3 separate regions of the Zea mays genome follow, and all the other regions are linked to region 3. Evidence: chromatin contacts called from public Hi-C data. All regions are on one chromosome and are shown on one strand. Each heading gives the region's core, a stretch centred on a gene start, on an enhancer-like site or on the middle of the called end of the contact. The rest is flanking DNA. Distances are from core to core; before and after follow the strand shown. Region 1 holds the start of LOC100278030. Region 2 holds the start of LOC103643041 (protein LNK2). Region 3 holds the start of LOC100382409 (Fimbrin-2).

The links. A called contact is a pair of places that touch in the nucleus more often than the background predicts.
Region 1: a contact with region 3 is called in a Hi-C map of leaf, with 4 times the contacts expected there. The contact joins the promoter of LOC100278030 here to the promoter of LOC100382409 in region 3. A contact is called at or near these places in 2 of 25 Hi-C or Micro-C datasets (ear and leaf).
Region 2: a Hi-C map of endosperm shows a contact between it and region 3, with 3 times the contacts expected there. The contact joins the promoter of LOC103643041 here to the promoter of LOC100382409 in region 3. A contact is called at or near these places in 2 of 25 Hi-C or Micro-C datasets (endosperm and leaf mesophyll).

What each region holds. Positions count from the first base shown.
Region 1 is chr3:84,349,568-84,352,267 of Zm-B73-REFERENCE-NAM-5.0, reverse strand. It overlaps LOC100278030, which reads left to right and starts at 1,255. Exons shown (of 5, transcript NM_001151441.1): 1 at 1,255-1,475; 2 at 1,641-1,806. The coding sequence starts at 1,647.
Region 2 is chr3:83,560,071-83,562,770 of Zm-B73-REFERENCE-NAM-5.0, reverse strand. It overlaps LOC103643041 (protein LNK2), which reads right to left and starts at 1,300. Exons shown (of 10, transcript XM_020550240.2): 1 at 953-1,300. The coding sequence starts at 982.
Region 3 is chr3:83,839,256-83,841,955 of Zm-B73-REFERENCE-NAM-5.0, reverse strand. It overlaps LOC100382409 (Fimbrin-2), which reads left to right and starts at 1,255. Exons shown (of 13, transcript NM_001175153.1): 1 at 1,255-1,414; 2 at 1,537-2,045; 3 at 2,131-2,302. The coding sequence starts at 1,328.

The DNA of each region.
Region 1 (2,700 bases), core at 6-2,505, 510 kb before region 3:
CCTCAATCACTTATTCGTCTACTCGCAGCGATACGAAGAAATATTGCATAGGAAAAATTAACATCACACCAAACATAAGAACATAATGCACAGTAATGACCTACACATCATAACGAGATCCCAGGTTCGAGAACCACTAAATTCGGAGTTACGATTTAAGAGTTATGATTTTCTTAATGTTTAGGTGTTAAACATAAAACAAAATGAGTGGTTTTTTATCACTATGCTACATAGTAAAATAAAGTTACTAACTGGTAGACAATATTAATAGGAGTCCAATGCAACTGGAATGGATAAACTTGTAGTTAAAACGAATTAACTGTGGCAGAACCGCCCGAATTATTCCAGTTTAAGTGCCCAAGTCACGCCTCAGGGGCCGTAACACACATAAATCGGAATAACCGGTCAGTCCCTCAGATCTAGTCCGATTAAGCCACTTAACTAGGATCAAACACCACAAACTCACTCGAAGGTGAGTCACAGAAGAAATACAATAAAACAGGAAAAAACTCAAATTAAAGTACTGGAGTTATTACATAAATCGGAGTTTTTCAAGTAGCGGATATAAGTGCACAAAATAAATTGCTGCGGATAATCGATATCATTGAAAGTGAGGAATGGGGCAAGGCCTAGCCCACTACTCCTCTTGCTCCTCTCCTACCAGAGCAGCATCCCACTCGACCGTCCAACCCGGTGGCAGGGTGGTAGGCCAAGTCACACCGTCAACCATATCCTGAAGTGTACCTACAAAAAGTATGCCACAAGCAAGGCTGAGTATACTAATACTCAGCTAGACTTACCCGGTGTGAAGAATCTACCCCTTTGCCTCTAGACCATGCAGCTGTTTGGCTGAGGGGTTTGGTTTGCCAAAAGCACTAGCTGAGTGTAAAATCCATTTTTAGCTTTTCAAATTCTAATATCATTGTTTTAGCTAAGTTTTCTCTTTCTAAGCATACATGGTAACAATCATTTAATACAATCAACAAGTTATCTCATGTAAGCCTCATTTCACTTCATACACTACACCAAAAATTAAAACTTCCTATGGCGTACTAACTTCCTACGGTTTTTTAAAGAAACCATAGAAAGTTAATAGCTTCCGACGGCCACGTAGGCACTCTCGGAAGTTAATAATCTTCCTACAGCATGTAGTTGTGTCTCTCGGAAGTTACTAAACTTCCTACGGCTTGTAGCAGTGCCTCTAGAAAGTTCATAACTTCCTATGGAAGTCCCCTCCCCTCTCGGAAGTTAGCTGAATAACGCTAACGACGTTAAAGTCAGGCTCACAGACGGCCCGTACGACTCTTACCTCTGCCTTTCCCTTTTCTCCTCCTATCCCTAACGCAGTCGCCGCCGCTCGGCTCTCCCTTGCCAATGCACTCGCCGCCGCCGCTCAAATCTCCCCTCCCAATGGCACCCCGTCGCTCACGATCAAATATTTCCTCCCCTATAAGTGCAAGATCGCCAACGAGGAGGTATAGCCATCCGCCACACCTGCCGCTGTCCCTTTGCCATTTCTGGTCCTAGATCTGTGTTACCTGCATTTTTCTTTGCCACGGGATCGGGATGGTTGAGGAGCAGCTGGTGGGGATCAACATCTTGCTTCAGATATCTATTCTCGTGCTCTCGTTCATGCTCAGATATTGATGGCGCTATTGGTGGACCCACCTGACATCAAGAGGGAGATGCAGATGGAGATGCACCATCTGCTGCGGCGTAGGCATCGCAGACGGCGTGGCCGCCGGATTGGCCGGTGGACGGGCGCTCGCTCAATCCTCCATCGCCGCCCCTATATCAGTCTAGTATGTGAGTCATATTGATTTTTATAATCGATTTTATGCGCCAGTTCTTGCCTCGACTAATGGGTCCTCTTCCATTTTGTAATCACCTCTGCATGTTTACTGTATCACTTTGGTAAATTACTATTGTTCCATGTTGTCTTCCACAACATACTGGGCTGGTTCAGCGGTTAGTTTCCTATTCAACCATTTCGTAATGAAGGAGGTATTGGTTTTTAGGTAAATATTTATTTATGATTGTGCTGGTATTATCTCAATAGGCTGGAAAATTTTAAATAACCTCATATGACATAAATCTCAACTGCCCATGCACTCTTAGTTGTTGCTTTGAACCGGTCTTTCATTGTTTTTCTTTTCACCAAAAAATAAAATCTTGATGATGTGTGACACACCTGTTTGGTTATATCATGTTATCTATGTAGTTCGGCCAATTAAACTGTTATCAGGTATAACTAGATGAGGCAAATTATATATATATATATATATATATATATATATATATATATATATATATATATATATATATATATATATATATATATATATATATATATATATATATATCGAAATAAATTGTTTTATGAATATCCAAATAAACCATATAGTGTCGAAGCTGGGTACTTGCCATTGCCATCATTAACGGGCAACATAAAAAATAGAACAATATGCTACTATCTCACATATATTATGAAATGTTTCTACACACATGGAGCATTTCTTGCAGTAGAGCGCTAGGTATGCTCGCTATGCCTACGATGATTTATATGAGGATGACTTAGATAAGGAGGTGGATCACATGTCAGTTTCCAGCAAGGTGAGTGCCATGTTCTGCATAGTATTCTGTGCAGTTATTTGATTGATTCACATTTTCAAATGATCGGTTGAAACTCTGTTATGCTTG
Region 2 (2,700 bases), core at 51-2,550, 280 kb after region 3:
GGGTGGGTGGTGAAGAGCCATGACATGAGGAGCCACGACCAAGAGAAACCACAACCAAACAGCATTGCGAGAGGAGCCACATCCAGCGGTGAGGTAAACCGTAGCATTGAAACCTTGCTCTGTATACCATGTTCAAATAGTGGTTGTACTGATAACAAAGGCTAAGCTCAATATGCACATGTACAACAATGCAAAGACACCCTTATACAAACAGAAATATACAAGACGCATATATCTAACAACTATTATTGAAGGTCCCAAGTACACAATATAATATGTTGTGTCCTTAAATTCATGTGAGCCTACCTAAATTCATGGTTCCTTAAAAATGTTACCCTTTTATGAGGAAATACTAAAATCAATAGAGTAGAACATTGCCAACTGAGTGGCATGAAAAAATGGGTAGGGCAAATAAGAAAAATTATCATTGTGATTCACTATAGAACCAGTTTGTTGTTCACTTCAGCTGCTATCAGTAGAACCATTAAGTTCATAAAAACATTAACGGGAACAACCCATGGAGGGAACATTTTAAGAGCCATGAAACTTATAAAGACCCCCTTAGCTTTCTTCCAATAGAACATACAAGTCCCAATATTTCCAGCACTGCTCATGACATTAGACAATCTTACAAGCTTCAGAAGTAGAGGCAATCCAAGCAGAATTTTTCCCTAGCCATGCTTGCACTGCTGCAACCTGCAGTGATGCAGTCGACCTACGTAGCAAGAATTGCACGCTTCCCCCCGCAGTCCCTTGCATCTCCAACTCCCTCAACGGAATGGGATAATATCAAAATTCCCATCCGGAACAACCACATCCAAACTAAAACCTAGTGAATTAGAGCACGTGAAGCACGGAACGACGAAACGAATTACAGAAACCGAGCAGATCCAGCCAAGTGAGCAAGTGTAACGCAAGATTCTAGACGATGACGGGATGGGTAGACGGGGACCTGCTGCTGCTCGTCGTTCCAATTAAACATCCTGCTCAGGTGGCTGCCGCCGTCGCGGGAGCCGCCCCCGAACTCGAAGTGCGCTGTTTCCCAGGTCCCAACGGTCGCATCTCCGACCCCAGGAAAAGCACCCGAACTCGCCGGCTCGCCTATCGCGCCGTCCTCGAACCTCCAGTTGCCTTCTGTGGCTCTCTCCAGTCTCCACCCACCAAGAGTAGTCCAGGGATGGGAGTGCGTAGCCGCTGCACATTTGGTAGGCGGCTGCAGTTGGGCGTTGGAAACCCACGTGTGCGGAGCCGCATCTTGGGTTGTGGTCAGGAGGACTCGATCAAATGCCACGCGCTGATTGGCTGCGGGGTTCTCAGCGGGTGTACGGTGTACACCTTTGCACACCTCCAACACATCTTCAGTCACATCCTCTCCTCTATTTCATTCCATATTTCAAACTTATATTTATAAACAATTATATATATATAATTACGTGTTTTTTATTTTATACTATTCATTGAAGACAGCCTTACACTCTCTTCGAATTTTCTGTCTCACTTACTATTTTAAACTTCTTTCTACAAATATAGTGTTTTTGCACGGTCATATACACGCTCTGTTAAACACGGCATTTATAGTCTTGGCTACGGTGCGGCGTGAATGGATTAGATTGTTGAAGACATATGTCCTTGATAGAGATGATAATGAGACCTTCATATTGGAGGTCTTTTTCTCGAAGGCCCTCAAACCACTAATTCGACAGTTATCTTTTACCTTGTTTCACATGATGCAGAAGTAATGTCGAAGGTCAGTCTCAGCCAAAGCTAATGAAAAACACAAACACGAAGACTACAGCTTCAGGCATACAACCTGTGTCGGTGTTTAGGTCCCGACTGCGCACTACGGGGTAACCCACGCAATACTTTTGGGAGGACGGCGTTGTTGATCGCGACTCAATGGTACGTGCGGGAGCACGTCAAAACACAAGGAGATTATAAAGGTTCGAGCCGCCTGAACGTGTAACACCCTACGTCCTGTTTGGTGCTGGGGTATTGAGTTTGTTTGGAGTACACAGATTACATATGATTCACGGGTGATGATGTATGAGATCTCCCATCAATCTAATGGTGAGCATGATCGTGAAAGAGATGGATATCGAGAGAGTTTTGTAGGGGTATATCCATAGCTTATATAGCTGGTTGGGGAGAGATCTCTTTATAGATTGTAAAAGCTTATTTGTGTCTATCTATTTCTGCTACTATTGCGCACCGACTTTTCCGATGGTTATTTCCCTCCGAGTTTGAGGCCGAGCGATCTGCTATCCGGTCGCACGCAAGGCGCGTTATTCGGAATCATGTTGGCTCCTCTACGATATATGCGCATAGATAACATCTTTTACGATGTGCTCTTCAGAATCCTTCTAGCTGAGCGTGTCATCCTCCCGATAACACCTGTTTTCCTGAAGGTCGGTCCAATATCACATCTTGGCGACGACTTATTAGGGGTCTGTTCAAGCGGCTCATGAACGTGTCCATGTGAAAATGACCCATGGTATATCTATCTCCCACAAACCCCCGAGGCTCGAGCCAATTTTTGAGGGTAACTAGTTCGAGACCCCAAGAATGAGCTGGGTTACTTGTTCTCTTTTCTTTGAGAGAGTATTTCATCTTTCTCTCTCTTCTTTTATGTTCTGATCCATTGGGTGCACCAGTATAGCCCTTGAGCTTCGAGCTGATTTAAGTATTAATCAACTCGAAGGT
Region 3 (2,700 bases), core at 6-2,505:
GTGACCAACAGAACACACACTCATGTCGCCGCGTCGCGTTAGAAGTCTGCGACGATTTGTTTTCTATGTGACTGCAGTAGACTCATCGATTCATTTCTCAGATTTCCAACAAGCTACAACTAGCGAAAGGACTACAGAACATTGTCTTAACTAAGACCAATGACTAAATATTCATAACATATTACATATATCATATAGTTATATTTAGTACATATTTAGGTGCCCTATACCTTTGGGGGCCTGGGCGGCCGCCTATCCCCTGGGCCGGCCCTGCAGGGAGCTACTGTTTGGTCGCTTTGAGCTAGGCTGCGCATGTGTAAGATGCTTGTTTAGTTGTCTAAGTGGAGATGTGAAGAAAAGGTCACACCATAAAAAAAGCTCACATGATACTTAAAGCACTCTAGATTATAATCAGTCACATCTTCAGAGCCTCTACAGCGGCCCTTTTTCACGCAGGCAGGCTGGCCTGAAAGCGAACCAAACATGCCACCGATTAGCAGGAGATGAACAAGCGCAAACAAGCGAGCTGTGGCTGGAGTACCAGTACCAGGCTCAGCAACCGCTTTCGGGCCCCTTTGCCGGGGACCTAACAGCAACAGTCCGTAAGTTCCCAATCGATCCAGCCAATCCCGTCCCTCGTGCTGATCGGTCATTGCCAACCGGGCGGCCCAGAGCGCAGTGGCCTGCGGAACTCCCGGTCCGCACACCCACACGAGATTTGGGGTCTGTTTGGTTGGGCTGTGGCTGTGGAAAAAGTTGCTGTGGGCTGTGAGCTGTGGAAAAAGCTGCTGTAGGCTGTGTGCTGTTAAAAAGCTAAAAATCGTTTGGTGGAAACCACTAAAAGTCGTTAAAAGTTCTTCGATATATGTTTTCAAAGTTCCATCCAAAAGCCACTAAAAGCAGGTCCAGGGGTGCTTTCAGTTTTGCACTACGAGAAAGTCGGCTTTTAGAAAAAGCTGCTTCCTGGATCCAGCCCTTTGGTTGGCTTTTGGCTTTTAGGGGGCAAAAGCCAAAGCCAAAAGCCAAACCAAATACACCCTTGAATCGGCAACTGGGTACGCGAAAGACAGGCTTTTCCGTTACAACTCACCCTGCTTCTGCCTCACCATCATTCTTCTCCCCTTTCCTTTATTTTGAACCAGCGAACGGACGCTCCTCGGGGCCCAAACCCGGCTGGTCTCTCTCCTCTGAGTTGCCCTTGCCCCACATTACACCACACCACCCCCCTCCCACTCCATGCTGTCAGGAGCGGAAGGCCGAAGCGCCACCGCGCCCACCCTGATCTGCCCGCCCACCTAACGTCGGCCGTCAATCGGCCGCCGCCGCGATGGGGTTTGACGGGCTGGTCGTGGTGTCAGATCCTTACCTGCAGCGCCGCTTCACGCAGGCCGAACTTCGCGCGCTCCAGGCCCAGGTATTTCCTCCTCCGCCTCCATGACCTCGTCGTCAGAGCTCGGGCTCCGACTGTCACCTCATCGCCACCAGCGCTGCCGTACTTATCATGCGTTGGGGTTGACGGGTTTTGATGTCTGGCAGTATGCGGCGCTGCGGGACGCGTCGCCTAACGGGAGGCTGCGGATGCGGGACCTCCCCGCCGCCATCTCTGGCGTCCGCGGTGCGGCCAAGAGCAGGGACGCCGAGAAGGAGAATAGCGCGCCGGAGCCAGGCCCCTGCCATGGCCTCACTGACGAGGAGTGGGCCTCCGTGCTTAAGGCCGTCGCGCGTGCTGACGAGAAGCCGCACCAGGACGCGAGCTTCGAGCTCTTCCTCCGCGTCTACGCTGAGATGCAGCTGCGACTCAAGGCAGTAAGCGTCTGCTCCGGCCGCGCCGGAGGAATCGTGCGCTCCTCCTCCTCCTCTGCTGTTGCCTTCCTCACGGCGGCCACCACCACACTGCTTCACACCATCAGCGAGTCCGAGAAGGCGTCCTATGTTGGCCACATCAACGCTTATCTCGCGGATGATCCGTCCCTGAAGAGCGCCCTCCCCATCGATCCGGCGACCGATCACATCTTCCATATCACCAAGGACGGCGTGCTCCTATGGTACGTTTCGGATGTACTTTGTGCTTCGATCCGAAACTGTGATGCAGTCTGACAGGGTTTTCTTGTTTACTGTTGTTCCATCCAGCAAACTCATCAACTTGGCTGTACCGGGCACCATCGATGAGCGAGCCATCAATACCAAGAGGGTCCTTAATCTTTGGGAGAAGAACGAGAACCACACGCTTTGCCTCAATTCTGCCAAAGCGATCGGCTGCACTGTCGTCAACATCGGCACACAAGACCTCGCCGAAGGGAGGGTAAAGAATCTCGCCTCATTTCTCTCGGATTTTGATGAGTTACGGCAAGAGATCATCAGAGCAGAGCTGTCATGAATGTTTGCTTCATTCCTTTTTATAGTTGTGTACTTATGCCCTTTCAAAAGTTGCTGGGAGCCTCAGGACCATGCTAGTGTGAAGTCCATGTGATGTGTTGGACCATAAATTATTACCTGTCGCCAGCCTTTACGTTTTTTAGTTCCATGTCCTTACTTCAGGCATGATGGTGGTTACCACTTACCACTTGACCACCGTATAAACTTGGAGTGGTAAGGGCATGTATAACTCTAAGCCTTTGGATAGCTAACAAACCTATGTTTTCTGGTCACTCGACCAGCTAGTTGAACTGGGGGAACGATCAGGCGACTAATCTCGATTAG